3 separate regions of the Mus musculus genome follow, and all the other regions are linked to region 1. Evidence: chromatin contacts called from public Hi-C and promoter capture Hi-C data. All regions are on one chromosome and are shown on one strand. The core of a region is the stretch at or near the end of the contact, and the rest is flanking DNA. Distances in the headings are between cores, read along the strand shown. Region 1 holds the start of Ap1s2 (adaptor-related protein complex 1, sigma 2 subunit). Region 2 has its middle 38 kb from the start of Rnf138rt1. Region 3 has its middle 14 kb from the start of Rnf138rt1.

What was found. Promoter capture Hi-C pulls out the DNA fragments that hold promoters and counts their contacts. A called contact is a pair of places that touch in the nucleus more often than the background predicts.
Region 2: a contact with region 1 is called in a promoter capture Hi-C map of hippocampal neurons, with 2.6 times the contacts expected there. The contact joins the enhancer-like site here to the promoter of Ap1s2 in region 1. A contact is called at or near these places in 5 of 39 promoter capture datasets (the 3T3-L1 cell line, the C10 cell line and hippocampal neurons), 1 of 484 Hi-C or Micro-C datasets (uterus), 5 of 115 datasets of contacts at active chromatin or transcription factors (the 230-238 cell line, embryonic stem cells and fibro-adipogenic progenitors) and 2 of 9 other capture datasets (liver and pancreatic islet).
Region 3: a Hi-C map of Sertoli cells shows a contact between it and region 1, with 4 times the contacts expected there. The contact joins the enhancer-like site here to the promoter of Ap1s2 in region 1. A contact is called at or near these places in 4 of 39 promoter capture datasets (the 3T3-L1 cell line, the C10 cell line and pre-B cells), 5 of 484 Hi-C or Micro-C datasets (Sertoli cells, embryonic stem cells, gonadal supporting cells and 1 more), 2 of 115 datasets of contacts at active chromatin or transcription factors (both in embryonic stem cells) and 3 of 9 other capture datasets (embryonic stem cells, liver and pancreatic islet).

The regions. Positions count from the first base shown.
Region 1 is chrX:163,906,555-163,911,646 of GRCm38.p6, reverse strand. It overlaps Ap1s2 (adaptor-related protein complex 1, sigma 2 subunit), which reads right to left and starts at 2,630. Exons shown (of 6, transcript NM_001290379.1): 1 at 2,374-2,630; 2 at 140-318. The coding sequence starts at 318. Gm52456 (predicted gene, 52456) reads left to right here and starts at 2,116. Exons shown (of 2, transcript NR_165469.1): 1 at 2,116-2,236; 2 at 2,349-3,537.
Region 2 is chrX:163,720,316-163,725,407 of GRCm38.p6, reverse strand. No RefSeq gene overlaps it. Among named protein-coding and RNA genes, the nearest start is that of Rnf138rt1, 38 kb to the left of the region's middle. Within about 2 kb of position 2,072, at least 31 of the 459 cell types and tissues checked have an H3K27ac peak or open chromatin away from gene starts, as enhancers often do. A contact at or near this core is called in hippocampal neurons and pancreatic islet, where this site is marked.
Region 3 is chrX:163,745,146-163,750,237 of GRCm38.p6, reverse strand. No RefSeq gene overlaps it. Among named protein-coding and RNA genes, the nearest start is that of Rnf138rt1, 14 kb to the left of the region's middle. Within about 2 kb of position 2,032, at least 3 of the 459 cell types and tissues checked have an H3K27ac peak or open chromatin away from gene starts, as enhancers often do. A contact at or near this core is called in Sertoli cells, where this site is marked.

The DNA.
Region 1 (5,092 bases), core at 1,381-3,880:
GAAAGTTTTCCTTTAAATTTATTTCATTTAATATTTATTAATCTTTGTTTATTGACATAAAAGTCTGCAATTTCCTCATTAGAAATAACCCTAATATTTGACAGTATTTTACCTTTCTGATAAAAAAAAACAAAAATACCTTTTATAAACAATCTTCAGATCTCTCCACTCAAGGAAGCTGCACATCTTGGGTTTCCGTGCTAAAACGGTTTGAACAAGTTCTCTTGTGATCTTCTTCTTTTCTTTGTCTGACAGTGGGACATACCATTTCTGCAGTCGAAGCTTTCCCTGGCGACTAAAAAGCAACATAAACTGCATCTGTTAAAATAAATAAAATCAAAATTACATACAATTACCTAGGATCAACAGTCAAGATCACATGATGTTTCAGAGCTGCTTTGGGGGTACAGTAAACACCCTGACACATGATCAATAAGCCATCAACATTTCTACGCAGGTTATAATAGCAGGAAATTCTATTGGAAAGATCTTACTATATGTAGGTAAGTGTGGAAGAGTGTGTGGAAATCAGAACAGGTGGTAAGCTGGAGTGAAAATTTTGAAGAACAAAAACTCTGATAATTTCAAGAAACAATTTTCTACCTGTTCCACACTCCACCACTCTATGTGCATTAAAGGCAAATGCAGACATCAGGTAGTTGATTTAGGATGTTGATTTACATGTCTAGGAAGAGGAGACCTACTATTTTTCACCCTGAGGCTATTCTAGTTCCAGGCTGAATTTCTTGCAGAAAAACTGCTTGTCATTTAAAGCATTCCCTTCAATTTATGCTAGCATATTTTAAGCAAAATCACAATATTAATCAAAAAGATCTCACAAACAACACATTTTAAAGACAAAAGCCCGATTTTTATGTTTGCATTTCATAAAATCCAACACAAACAAGCACTCAAGAACTGAGTTAATGTATGTAAAAGAGAATACACGCTTAAAAAGCTTTATTCAAAGTTACTCATATCGAGACACAAGATATTTAATTTAAAACAACAAATTTTTGGGACAGTGCACAGAATACTTCTTTTAAAACAAAAACCACATTTGAATGTTATGCTGGATTTGAGTATGTTTTATACCGAAGCTAATTTGCATTGATTTACTTAGTATTTGCATGTCTGTTGGTCAGTCTATATTTTCTAAGGCATGTATTTTATAATTCAACTGGTAAAAGCGAGCTGTATTGTAAAGCTAATTTGAAGGTAAAATTTGGATAGGTGTTTTGTTTTAACCTTTTTAAGTTCCTTTAACAGTGACAGTGCAAGTAAGATCCACCCAAGGGCGATTCTTAATATTCACCACACAACCTTAAATTTGAACACCCGGAGGAGGAATTTACGTAACTAATATAAAATCAAATTGGCTCTAGACAGGAAATCCACCTCGCAATATCCCAAAAAGGCATCAAGAAAACATCCGGATATTTATGGCGTAGCCATTTAACTTTAATAAAGTTAAAATTGGCTATTACCCCACACAACACTATATAATTCATTGAGAGCAAAGTGCCACCCTTGTAAGTCCTGAAGACAGCGGCATCGAAAAGAACGGCATCGAAAGAACTGGACATTGAACGCAAACCGTTATCAGAACTTGGGGAAGGGACCGATCGGTTTTCTTAAATCTTGACCAGGAGAGATGGTTTGCTAATGACTGGGGTGTGCTCTAGGCTATCTGTAGCGGGGTCCAGTATCCGCCCTACCACTTTGGAGGACGAAGAAACCAAGCATTTTCCTCAAAACAAATGATGTGCTAACATGGGACGAAACCCGCGGCACAAGTATTCCTTTTCCCTCGCTTTGATTTTTGCCGCAAATCCCGGGACAACAATTTCTCCAGATTGGTATTAAAACAAAAACAAAACAAAACAAAACAAAAAACCCAACAATGAGCTCAGCCTTGGAGTGGGCTCTGGTCCAGCATCCCTGGGGTCCCGCAGTCTCGGACGCCTCCCCTCCTCCCGGGACTACACTCCATCAGTACCCAAAGCTGGGCGAGGTGACCGGCAAGGAGTGGAGCAGAGACAATGGCATCCGCTGGCCCGCCAGGGGCGCCAAGTCCTCGGTCGCCGTCACCCCAGCCCCTCCCCAAAACGCCCCGTCAAACTTGAGGCGATCAGCGAACCACAGGTGCCGCGGGGTCCCCGCGGAACCTAGGACCGGTTCCCCTGCATCACCGGCGCGCTGCCGAGTGGAGAGCGGAGCGCTACCGCCGGCAGAAGTGAGTTTCGGGGCGCGGCGCCCCGGGAGGACTCGGGGTGGGGTCGTCGGGGCGCTCACGGGGCGGCGGGGGGCGCGTCCCAGCCATCACTCCCTCTTTCCATCCCTGCCAGCTCAGCGGACTCCTTCAGCACTTACGGCGGCGGCGGGCCGCGGACGCGGCGGAGCTGGGCTGGCCGCGGAGACTGAGGCGCCGGCAGCTGCTGAGGGGAAGCCCCCGTCGCCGTGCTGTGGAAGGGAAGCCGTGGTGCCGCGGGGAGGGGACCCGTCTGGTGGAGGGCAGGCTTAGGCTGCGAGGGTAGGGCGAGCCGACAGATCCCGCCCTGGAGGCTGGACGGAGGAGGAGCCCGGGCTGCGGCGAGCGGAGAGGCGGACCGGAGACCGCGCGCCAAGCTGCCGAGGGGGCGCCAACCGCCTCTAGAGTGAGCGCTGTTGCCGGCAAGAACGAGAAGCCGATTGGTCAAATAACCGCAGGGTAGGCGTGGCGAGGGCCGGAAGTCTGGCCACGTGACCCGGAAGCGGCCTAGGCTGTGGCCAGCGCGCTTGCGTACTTCGGGCTGTGCTGCCGGGACGCGGCGCGCGCGGCTGTCCTGGCTCCTTCCGTGGCAGGGTGATGGGGCTCCGCGGCGCCCTTAGCTGACCCCGTGGTGCAGGCTAAAGGATGGTCCGCACCGCAAAGGGGCTGATTCCGAGCGCCAGTGACTCCGTGGGTCTCCAGAGGGTTGGGCGGGGAGGTGTGACAGTCGGCGATGATGGTGGGAGCCAAGGACAGGAGTGCTGCAACTCAGGGGAAAACAAGTCAGCGCTGTCGCGGTGCTCGTGCCCGCGTTTGCAGGGAGGCCCCTCCTTTCCAGCCCCAGCTAACCTAGACATTTCTCGCCACAAGCTTTGCTAGAGCCTCTCTTCAGGGCTTGCTTCCCCCAGCAGTGCGGCGGACTGGAGGAGTTGTAGTCCGCTCTCTGCTGCAAAAAAAAAAAAAAAAAAAAAAAAAAAAAAAAAAAAATCCAGACAGCGCTTAGTCCTTTTAGATCCCGCTTCCTTCTCACGGTCTCGCCCGCACCTTCCCCATCCCGGGTTCCAGTTTAGCCTTGGCTGATGACTCGCTCGCCTTGGCATGTCCTTCCTCTAATGTCACATCTATAAAGCCTCACCCTAAAGCCCCGGAACAACGAATTCCTCTTTTACCCACATGCTTCTGTTTAGCGCACCTTGGATTTTATTCGTTTAACAACCTAGTTCTCTGCCTGGTTTTAACACTACTGATAAATGTGAGTTGTCTAATAAAATTATAAAATGATGATAGACTTGTTAAAAAGCTGAAATGTTGACTTAGTCTGGGCGTATGATGGATGTCTGTGTTTTATTTGAATGGTGGAATGGATGGATCATCGAGTTCAACTCATCTTTTATAGATAAGGGGAATGGAGATCCACAGGATTAGGTGACCTTGCTTGGACAGCCATGGATTTCCCCTGTCAAATGCTACTCATTACTACTGTCACCTCTGTCCCTACAACAAAAGCCAGAACAGAGTATTCATTGGGCATGCCTTTCTTTGCAGAGATTACTAAACAGGAATTGTAAATTAACTAATGTAAGAAAAAAAAGATGCTACACTTTTAGCGAAGCTGTGTTTACTTAATGTAAAGAACCCCCTTATTAGACATCAATGTTCATTTTTATGTCTTAGAGTGCCAATGTAATAGGATCTTATACGTTAGGAATTTGAGGTCATTTTGTATATGCTTTTGTTTAGCAAAAATAAAACTAGAATACTTTCCCCTTTTCAGCAATACTATGCTGCTTGGAAAGTTTCCTACAAACGTGTGTGAGTGAAATATACTGGAGTATTAAAGTGGTCAATAGAAAGCAGAATTGGCTTTTGGTAGGTCTTTAGGTCCCCGGCCCAAATTTCTCTGTTTATTGTTGAAACATGCCTCTAAAATGCCAATGTACTTTCTCACAAGAAACAGATGTCATTAGCCAGTTCAAAGATAGCAATGATATTACACAATGAAAAACGGCCTTCTAATTCTAAACACTGCCTTTCCTTTTTGTGTTCAAAACACCTACGTCCTCAGGGTGCCTAAGTCACCACCTCCCAAGTTTAAACTCATTGGATGTGTTACTAATGTTGGTTAGTAGCTCTGGAAATTATGGGAGACTTGCAAATTGGCAGTCTCATTTCTGTGTTCCTAGCCAAAAAGAGAGAGAGAGAAAGTGGGGAGGGCTGGGGGGTAGAGAAGGAATTATGGGAAAATAATTAGCAGCTGAAAGCAGCTATTACATAATCTTGGCTGCTTATTAATTTAGCAGAAGGAATGGCTTATTAAATTCTAATACCAACAGCAAAACTGCAAACAACCTACAATTAACAGAGCAGGGCCCATTATTTTGTTAATACGTTCTCTTCCTTTGGCAAGTATATGAGAACAAAATTTATAGAAGCAGATGGTCTTTTTCAGTAGATTATAGATGGTTTATTCCCCAGTCTTAGTTCAAAGTGCTAATGGTGCATTCACTGTGAAAGACAAAAGGAAGCACGGCTGCCATCTTTGTTAGTAATTAAGTAGTTTGACTTTGATTTCCACATTTTCAAATTGTAGGCTTTGTTATATATATATATATATATATATATATATATATATATAATCTTCTGACCCACTACCTTTTTCATCTGTCATGTCAATATATAATCTTATTATTCCTTTGTGTTTGTTTTCAAGGTGATATTGCCTTCTTTATGCAACTATGGAAAACTATACAAAATCATGTGTGAAAAATTAATAACCAGAATTTGTAATTGTTTGTTAAATTTCAAAAATTGTTTTGCTGTCATGTATGCTAAACACAAGAC
Region 2 (5,092 bases), core at 823-3,322, 190 kb after region 1:
CATTCTCCTGCCTTCTCTGCCCAAGGACTGGGATTACAGACTTGTACCATCACACCAGGCCAAAAGTACATTCTTAAGTAGGGCTATTTGAAGTTCTATTAAAAAAAAATGTGGTCATACATAAGAAATTGGAAAGAAACTAGGAATGATTTGGGAGATAAAGTAGTGGAGTAAGAAAGAACTAGGAAGTATCTAAACTGGGTTTAGATGGATTCAATAGCTGAATTAAGATTGAGGGAAAGCTCATGAATTTAGCACACAAGTGCTTTAGGGCACTACTGGAAAGGAGAAACACTTTTTCTTTGTTAAGGGAATCCCAAGCATGGTGTCTGGAGAAGTAAATGTGATCATGAAATAAGGGCCAGTTGCCTGGATCAGCTTTCGGGTGGCAGTTACAGGGTGGAGATTAGTAGGACCCGAGACATTTACCCTGTGATCTTGCCCTAGAGCCTATTGTCCTGTGTGGCTTCAAACATAAAGAGCAAGAACTGTGAGCTCTCAGACCAGATAGGGATTTAATGAACTGAATTGGAATAAATGGACATTTTTTAAAGTTCTGAGTCTGATGTTTGCTTTTGTGTCATGGGGTTTTGTGTCTTTGGTGGTCTCCAGAAAACATGCTAGAATATAGTGAAGCCTCGGTGTGTGTGTGGGGGGGTGCGGGGGGAGATTCCATAGGGAAGGCATCTCTGTTTGAGATCTTTGTGAGTAGGTACATGTGGATGTAAATGCTGAGGTGTTGGAAGGCATAAGAACTATCTAAAATTAACTTTCAAAGACGATTTATTTCACTTGTGTGTGTGTGTGTGTGTGTGTGTGTGTGTGTGTGTGTGTGTGTGTGTCTATAACACGTTTACAGGGACCCAAGGAATCCAGAAAAGTGTGCCCAATTCCTTGGAACTAGCGTTACAGGTGGCTAGAAACTGCCTGACATGACGGCTGGGAATCAAATCCCAGTCCTTTGCAACAGCAACAAGGACTCTTAGCTGCTGAGCCTATCTCCCAGCATCTATCTTAATGTGCTTCTGATTATTATTCCCTTTGTCTGTTGGGAGAGAGCAGAGGGATTTCTGGCATTCTGTTCTACATGCAGCAGTGTTTCACAGAACCAGTGGACAAACAGGTGGTTTCATTCCCATGAGATTCAAATGTGCCCAACATTCCAATTTAGCCAGCCCACAAAGGCCATTTCTCATGAGCTTGCTTCACCTCTGGAGAAAACCCTGTCTACCACCTTTCCTCAGTTCATTTCTACCCATAAAATAATCCTTTTGTGACTGTTTCTCCTGAAAAGCAACTCTTAGTGCCTGAGATAGAAGAAATGAAAAAGAACGATGGAGGTAAAATTTGAGAGACTTCCCCCTCTGGGCCCTTGAAAGGAAAGCTGTTTTAGTGAGGCTTTCAAATGATGAAAAATTTGATAGCTAATTTGGACAAAACAGGAAATCAGGTGCCCCCCCCCCCCCCAGGGAGTGAGTCATGAAATGCACTTGTGTTTCAAAGCCTCCAGTGCAGTTTGAGAATGAGCACAGAGCAGGGCTTCACATGTCCTGCTTGGCAAGTTCTCAGTGTCTGTCTCAGGATCCAAGTACATTTGCTAACCTCTAAATCCCTCAGAGGCACATGCAGTGGTGTCCCAAGAGCATAGTAAGGAAAACACTGGGTCTGGTCCTGATTTCCATTCTGAAAAACCTGGCCTTGGTGTCTGGGAGAAGCAGCAGATTCATAGACCAGAATCTATTTATATCCCCAAATATTCAATGTTTGTGCTTCACCCTAAAAGGCAATGTGAATTACACCGGAAAGTCGTGTGCTGAAAAAAAAATATGGATCTAATCAATCCAGCATCGCTCAGGAAAACAAAGCCGTTATTAGGCTAAGGCTGTTCATTTTCCCGGTCAAGACCTGGAGGCGTGGCAATTTAAAGTTTTAGCTCTGCAACAAGCAACCCTTTCGCCTTGGAAACCTTTCTCCCTCTCTTCTGTTGCTAGGTCCTCCAGCTCTGTTCAAGCACTGTGCTTAATAGCTTTTGCGAGGAAGTGACATTCAGAGTTCCCTCTATCTGTCAGCATAATACCAAGGTTTGAAAAATCGCATGTTATGTTAGTGAGGCTCTCTCCTTCCCTGAAGTCTGAGCCTCCCTACAACCTGCTTCCCAGCCTGAAAATACATTCAAAGAACAATTTAAAAACGACTCTAACATTCGGCCAATTATTTCTGGGTTAACAGTATTAATTTTTCCATGTTGAAAATAGCTGCTTTAATTGGTAAAATATAACATAAAATGTATCTGTGAATAAAGGTGCTTTTTCATTGTGTGTCCTTTTCTCAAAGCTTTCCCTTCCCAGCTGGTTACTAGGGGTGACAGAGGATAATGATTTGAATGCATTGTTCTGCGTTCTCTCTTTCTTTCATGTGCTTGTCAAGCAGCAGCTGCTTAACAAATAACTGTTAAACGTTGCGATGAATTACAGAGTGCCTAAAGCAGACCTGCCTGGTTTATATTGTGCTCCAGGTCAATATACAAGCTTTGTACTCATTGGAAGAAAAACAAAATCTTTTTTAAGTATCTCAGAGGGGGGTATCAACATTGTTATACATATAGTTTTAATTTAATGATTTGCTTTATTATGAAAAAATGCTAAAACAGCAAAATTGAAAATATCACCTAGATTCTTAGACACACACACATATATAAAATTAATTATTTGAGAACGTCATACATGCATACAATGTATTTCCTTTAAGGTTCATTCCTCCTCATTCCTGCACTCCTCTTCACGTCCTTTCTTTCTTTCTTTTTTTAAACTCACGGAGCCCAATCAATGTTGCCCATATACTTCAGAGTGTAGGGCCATTTACTGGAGTATGGTTGATCTATCAGGGTCCACACCCTTAAACAATGTCAACCATCCCTTCCTCAAAAGCTACATTTAGCATGCCAACATTTAACAATTATTGGTTATGCAGCTGCTTCTTGACAAGCACATTGTCAGCTGTCAGCATCTCCTCAGCTAGGGTTGGGGGCTCGTGAGTCTCACATCACTCCATGGTGGAATGCTAATTGGCCAATCACTTATATTTTAACATGCCTATTCACTTATGTTTCTTATCTAGTTTCTTATTTATGGACACCTGGAATGTTCTCGTTTTAACTATTAAAGCAATTTTTAACTTTTGGGTATGTTTGTTCAATAGCTGTATATTATTTCTCTTGAGTAGTATCTAGGAGAAATTACGGGATCGTAGGCTCATTATACATTTAGTTTAACAAAAAACCAGCCGACTTTTGCTGGCGATGGTGAACAATCTTACAATAACAACAATGTATGAATTCTAATCATCCAATTCTTTAAAAATTTTGGTTTTTAAAATTTTCATATATGTGTACTATATTTACATTAATCCTCCTCTTTCCTTCAACTCCTCCCATGCCTCCTCTCAAATCCATAGCCTCTTTTTTCCTTATCATTGTTACATTTATGTAACAAATTTCTATGAATAAATCTCTAGCTACAATATTCTAAATTCATGTAGTGTTGCTTGTATGTACGTTTTTACGATTGACCTCAGTAAAGATTGGATAAGCAATTAGGGAGCTTGTCCCTGGTAAAACCTGTTTTTTCCTCTCCCAGTGGTCATTAATTGCCAGTAACTCTTCATCTAGTGGTGGGTCTTATGAGGTTACCCTCATCCATGTTGGGATTTCAATTGGTATTGTCTTTGTGCAGGTCTTGTTTAGGTCACCATACTGTTCAGAGGTCATGGCTGAAACTTCCCTGTTATATATAGAAGACATAATCTCGCAGCAAATGCCCTGGCCTACTGCTTATGTCTTAACATGTGTATCCATTTATATTTCGGTTTGCTCATCCAGTTCCTTATTTATGGACACCTGGGATGTTTCCTCTAGCTCGTAGAATCTTTTCACTCCTTCTATGCTGTTCTCTCAGCCTTAGGTGTAGAGGTTATGTTTTAAATGTATCAACCGGGGATTGGTACCCCATGGCCAGTTAGTCACTACATTGTGACCAGTTGTGTCTTTTCCAACATCTAATGTTGTCAGCTTCTTTTAAAAATTTAAGCCATTCTATTGGATGTGTATATTTTATTGTTCTTTTTAAAATTTGTGTTTCCCTGACAATTAATGGTGCTGTATATTTTTGTGTATTATTGGCATTGGTGTATATTTTAGCATGAAGGATTTATGCAAATATTTACAAGTATATACTTCATTATTTAGCATTAGAATTCTAGCTTGTTTTATTGAGGCAGGGTCTTAAATATCCCAGGCTGGTCTTGAATTTATTATGTAGCTGAGGCTGTCCTTGGGATCCTGCCTCAGTCTCTTCATTGCTAAGATTCTAAGATTGTAGATATGTGCCACTAAACTTAACTAAGATCTCTCTATCTATCTATCTATCTATCTATCTATCTATCTATCTATCTATCTGAGTTTACTCTTCTCTCAAATATGTTTTATGAGTTTCACATAGATGCTATGGTTTAGAATCTATTCTATTTTGGGTTACTTTTTGCATAGGATATGAGGTAGGATATGACTCATAGGATATGACTCATTTATTTTTCCTTTCTGTATTAATGTCTAATTATTCCAACTCCATTTTTAAAACAAACTGTTCTTTTCTATTGGACGCACTTGGTGTCATTTAAAAGATTATATGACTGTACAACTGTAAAGATCAATTTCTAAGATGCACTGTGAGACATCAATTTATTTGTCAATCATTATGCCAACATAATGCTGTTTTGACAGCTTTATCATTATAATAAATCATTAAGTCGGGTAGCATAAATTCTTAACTTTATTCATTATCTACAAAGTTGTTGATTATTATTATATATAACTTGGGTTTTCATGTTAGTTTAGATTTAGACGGTCAATTTCTTTGTTGTTCTTTTGAGACAGAGTCCAGGATGACCTGAATCTCACTATGTAATTCAAGTTAACCTTAAACTTGCAGCAATCCTTCTGCCTCAGCATTCCCAGGATTAAGATTGTAAATGTGAGCCACTGTCCCTGGATTAGTCTCCTAGTTTTTACAAAAAGCCATGCAGATGTGTATTGTAA
Region 3 (5,092 bases), core at 783-3,282, 160 kb after region 1:
TTGCTGCTGCTTTTTTAGGCAGGCTGCTACGACGGAGCCATTGCTTGCGTGGTAGTCACTGCTTAGATCAGGTTGGCTTTAAACTTGGGTGTGATCTTTTTGCCTATCATATCTCCCAAATACCAGGATTAAAGGCGTACGCTGCACAGAAAGTTCTTTAAGATAAAGGAAAAGAGGGCCATTCAGCAGTCCTTTGTTCCTGCACTTGGGAGGGAGAGGTAGGTGAGTCTCTCTAAGTTCGTAGGCTAGCCTGGCTTAAGTAAGAAATTTCAAGCCTTCTAGGTCTATATACTGAGACCTTGTAGACAGGGTCAGGGATTAAGTGAACCATCTCACATTTTAAAAAGAGATTTGTTTTTATTTCTGTGTACAGGTATCCTTGGTGGGTAGCTGGGGAATTATAGGCAGTTGTGAACTGCCTGCTGTGAGAGCTGGAAACTGAACTCGGGTCCTCTGGAAGAGCAACAGGTCTCTCATCTCCTAAGCCATCTCATTGGCCCACCATCTGATAGTTTTGTCCTTAACTTTTGCATAATCTTTGATCCTTCTAAATTATAATCCTTTGAACAATGTCACTTTAGAAAGTCATTGATGTTATATTTACACTGTGAAGACACCCAAGAATCTGTTTCACCTCCATCTCCATCCATGCTTAAGTCTGAACTATACACCATTATCTCTTGTCTGACTTATTCTGAAAGTCTTCCCTAGGGCCTAGTCAAGGGCCCAGCTTTACCTTAATGGAGGTCCCTAACTAAGCAATTCCTTAGGCTGACCCTGCTGATGTTAGGACTTGCTGGTTCACTGGTAATATCCTTTTGTCTAAAGTTTCTCCTGTCTCATACCACCTAATGAGACACCAACATCATTGTAGGTGACATCACCTTTCAGCACAGATATCACGTTTTACTGAAAATCACTGAAGTATATCAAAGTATGGATTTTTTTATCAGTTCCAAAGCATACAAACCCTAACAAATGTGAGTCACATTTGACACTATGAAATTGGGATCTTTCTTTGAGTACTTGAGGCAGGATTTCACTATGTAGCCTTGGCTGGCCTGGAACACACCAGTTAGACTAGGTTGGCCTCAAACTCAGAGATCCTTCTGTCTCATTGAAGTGATTAGAAGTGTGAGCCATTGTACCCAACCTTTTGAGATCGGGCTTTGGCAGACCTGGGATTGATTATATAGTTCAGGGTGACCTTGAAGTAATGGTAAGTCCTCTTGTTTCAGTCTATGGAGTGCTGGGGTGACTCATGTGAGCCACCCTGCCATGCTTGGGATGCATACGATAACTGACAGAGGGTCAAGCTTTAGTTGTCGGCATACTTTTCTTAGGCATATGTGAAGCAGTTGTGGGTCTTACATTTGATGCAGGTTAGATTTTCTGAACGGTAGTAATGGGGACGCTGTGGTCAGAAAATTCTTTTGGAGGGGACAAATACAAAAGGATGCTATCTGAAGATTGTGTGGGGAAATAAATTACGGGGAAGAGACTGGTGGGCAGGACAGGTATTATAATGGTATGTGTAAGGCGTTAGGGAGGAGAATGGTCCATCCAGGAAGCTAAATATGGTGCACAAGGGCAGGACAGTGGAAAGCAAATGAGCCCATTATGTGACTTCGAGGGCTGCACTCAAATAAATACCTAGGCTGTGAGTAAGTATTTAAGTGCTTGGGACTTATAGATAATCTATATACAGTTCTTCACCTTGATTTATTTTCTGGACAAATGAAGGAATGTATTGCCATCTCCCAGCATTCTCTGGCACTTATTTTTTTTCTCATTTCAACACCACTGCACTTGGGGTACATTTTGCAGCATTCTCTCCCCCCCCCCAAGCAGTGCCTTGAAGTTGATGAAACAGCTCTATTGTTAAGCAAGGACACACCATACTTTCATTCCTGCATTTTTTAAAATCTCAGTTCTGAATTTCCCACAAATCCTATCTATTCACTTGCAACATTTTTACAGCTTTTCTCAGTCTAAGCTGGTTCTCACAGATCCGGGGTCACGTGCTCTTACTCCTTTGTGTGTAGACCTTGACTCCCAGGAGGCCATGTGAGGCTGACAAGAAAGTTGCTTTGGCCTGTTCTAAGCCTGTGCAGAAGGGACGAGATGAGCATCCGAGGGAATAAAAGCTCACGTGGTAATTATTTATAATTCAGTCTTCAAATTCCAGCCCTTCAAAATGTTTACATGGGTCTAGAAAGATGGAGGGCTCAGCAGTTAAGAGCACTGGCCACTCTTCCAGGGGAACTGAGTTTGATTCCAGTGTGGTGGCTCACAAAGGTCTGAAACTCCATTTCAAGGGACCTGAAACCATCTTCTAGCCTCTGAGGGCACTGTACACATGTAGTGCACAGACATACATGTAGGCAAACTATCCACACATGTAAATAAATTGGGAAAAAACCCACAAGACACTATCTGTTCTTCTGAAAGACCAAATTCAGTTCCCAGTACCCACATCAGGAAGCTTAATCCACCTGTAACTCCAGCTCCAAGGGATCGAATCCACTATTCTTGTCCCCATTGGTACCTATGAATGTGTGGCATGCACTCACATAGAAACACACAAAAACACATAAATAAGAATAAACGAAAGTCTTTAAAAACATCCACTTATTGAATGAGCACTTCATCACTTATGATAGACCAAGGCTTGACAAACCGTTCTAAAAGCCAAAAAGTGTTCTCTACCCCCCAAATAATACATATCTTATATTAATATGTGTGTGTTTATATTCATTATACAAAATAGGTTTCATTATGCTTACATACATGTGTATTATGTACTTTGATCAAATTAATTCACAATCTTGTCTCTTGTTTCTCCTCCTCCTGGTTCCTTTCCTTTTCTTTAATAATTCCCAGAGTGGACTGGAAAGATTGCTCAAGGGTTAGAGCACTGGCTATTCTTGCAGAAGACCTGAGTTTGGTTCCCAGCACCCACATGGCGGCTCAAAATTGCCTGTAACTCCTACTCCAGGAGCTCCAATGCACCCTTTCTGACCTTTGAAGACACCAGACATACTTATAGTGCATAGACATATATGCAGGCAAAACATTAATACACATAAAAGAAAATAAATATAAAATTAAAAATACGTTCTCTTTCTTGTCGAGAGAGGGTGGTTCTTCAATCTGGATTCTGCACATGCACATGAGGGAGAGCACGGATTTGTCTTCTGCATCTGTGTTCTGTGTTATTTACGCTAACATCATGCGCTTCAATTCCCTTGGAACATAGTCATGTCCATTTATTTATATATAGTCCATGCAAAGCCACAAATATTTACTTTTGGAGTTTTCCAGGACCAGTTTCTTCTTTAGGGGAACCAAGAGAAGCCCATTCTTAAATGAACAATGAAAGAAAATAAGCGATTCCATAAAAGAAAATTGTATTTTGATATCAAAAAGTACATGCCCAACCTTTGAGTGCAAGGATGGTGTATATCTTTGTCTCTGCAGAGACAGAGCTTCTTACTGTTTTGTATCCACAGAGGAGAGAAAAATATATTCCGTCTTTAATTACACACTGTAGAATGGAGCTAAAGTCACAAAGGATTTGGAGGATGGCCTGCCAGGCATAGCTTCTATGATGGTCCAAGATTGCGAGGCTACAACTACAGAAGGGGGAAAGGGAAAGTGAAGACTTCCTGATGGCTTGCCTTTCTCTGTGTGTGTTCTTTCAATTCCCAGCCATCTTTGCAGTTCCACAGAGACTGGGTAGCACAAAGAGACCCCTTGCAAGCATGGCAAACATTAATCAGAACACACATCTTAAAGTGGCCTTGTTACCCAGCCTGGTAGCACATGGCTTTGATTCTAGTACTGGAAGGCAGAAGCAGGTGACTCTCCATTAGGTCACCCTGGTCAACATAGTGAGTTCCAGGCCAGGCAGAAGAAAAATAAAAGCGCTATAGTGTTTGGTTTCTTGGTGACTTGAACTCTGCACGGAACTGTGAACTCTAATAAACTGTGCTTGCATGGTTCTTTTTAGCTGATTCCGTAGCATTGCCCAATGTAAGCCCATTGCAAACACTACATGGTGTTGAAAGCATGAATTGTGATCAAAAGTATGTGAACAGTAATGGACTTTGATTTCCAGGAACTCCCGTGAGGCTGACAAAGAATGTACATTTGACCTTCTCTAAACCTGCGTGAAAGGCAAACCATGAGTACACAAACGGAGGATGCCATTTCTAGGCCTGGCCATAAGGGCCCCTGGGACCCCTACCTACTCTGTATTCTGTTACAGGAGCCCTGAAAGTCATTTTGTTGTTGCAGTGGTTTGGTTTTGTTGTTGCTGTTGTTCTTTTTGTTTTAGATAGTCTCCTGTGTCTTAGGCCGGCCTGGAATTTACTCTGTAGCCAAAGATGACATTGAACTTTTGATCCACTGTGGAGTATGGGTATTACAGCCACCTGATTTATTCAGTGCTAGAGTTCAAGGCCTGGGCATTGTCAGCAAACACTCTTCTAATTCGGCTGTAACACTCTGCCCAAGGAACCCCGAAGACCTTACAGGGAGCTTATCTTAGGATGGTACTGCCTCCATCAACATGAAGCCCTGAGTTATATGGAGAAGAGCAACCTAAGTTAGAACTACAATTCTAGACCTGAAAATTTCACTTTTAAAAAGTGTGTGTGTGTGTGTGTGTGTGTGTGTGTGTGTGTGTGTGTGTGTGTGAGAGAGAGAGAGAGAGAGAGAGGGAGAGAGAGAGAGAGAGAGAGATCAATACACATGTGTATGCTGCTGCATGTACCTTTGAGCATATATGGAGGACAGAAGGGAACACTGGGTATCTTCCTCTATTTTTATTCACCTTATTATATTTTAGTTTTTGAGACAGGATCTCTCTATGTATCCCTGACTGGCTTGAAACTTGCTATGTAGACCCAGCTGACTCACAGAAATCTGTCGCAATCTCTCATTTCAGTGGAAGCTCATGATTGTAGCCAGACTGGTGGCCACCAAGGTCCTGGGATGCTTTTGTCTCTACCCTCAAGTTCATGTGTGGCTATTCTCTGCTTTTATGTGGGTGCTGGGTATCCAAATTTGGATCGTGCTTGCATAGCAA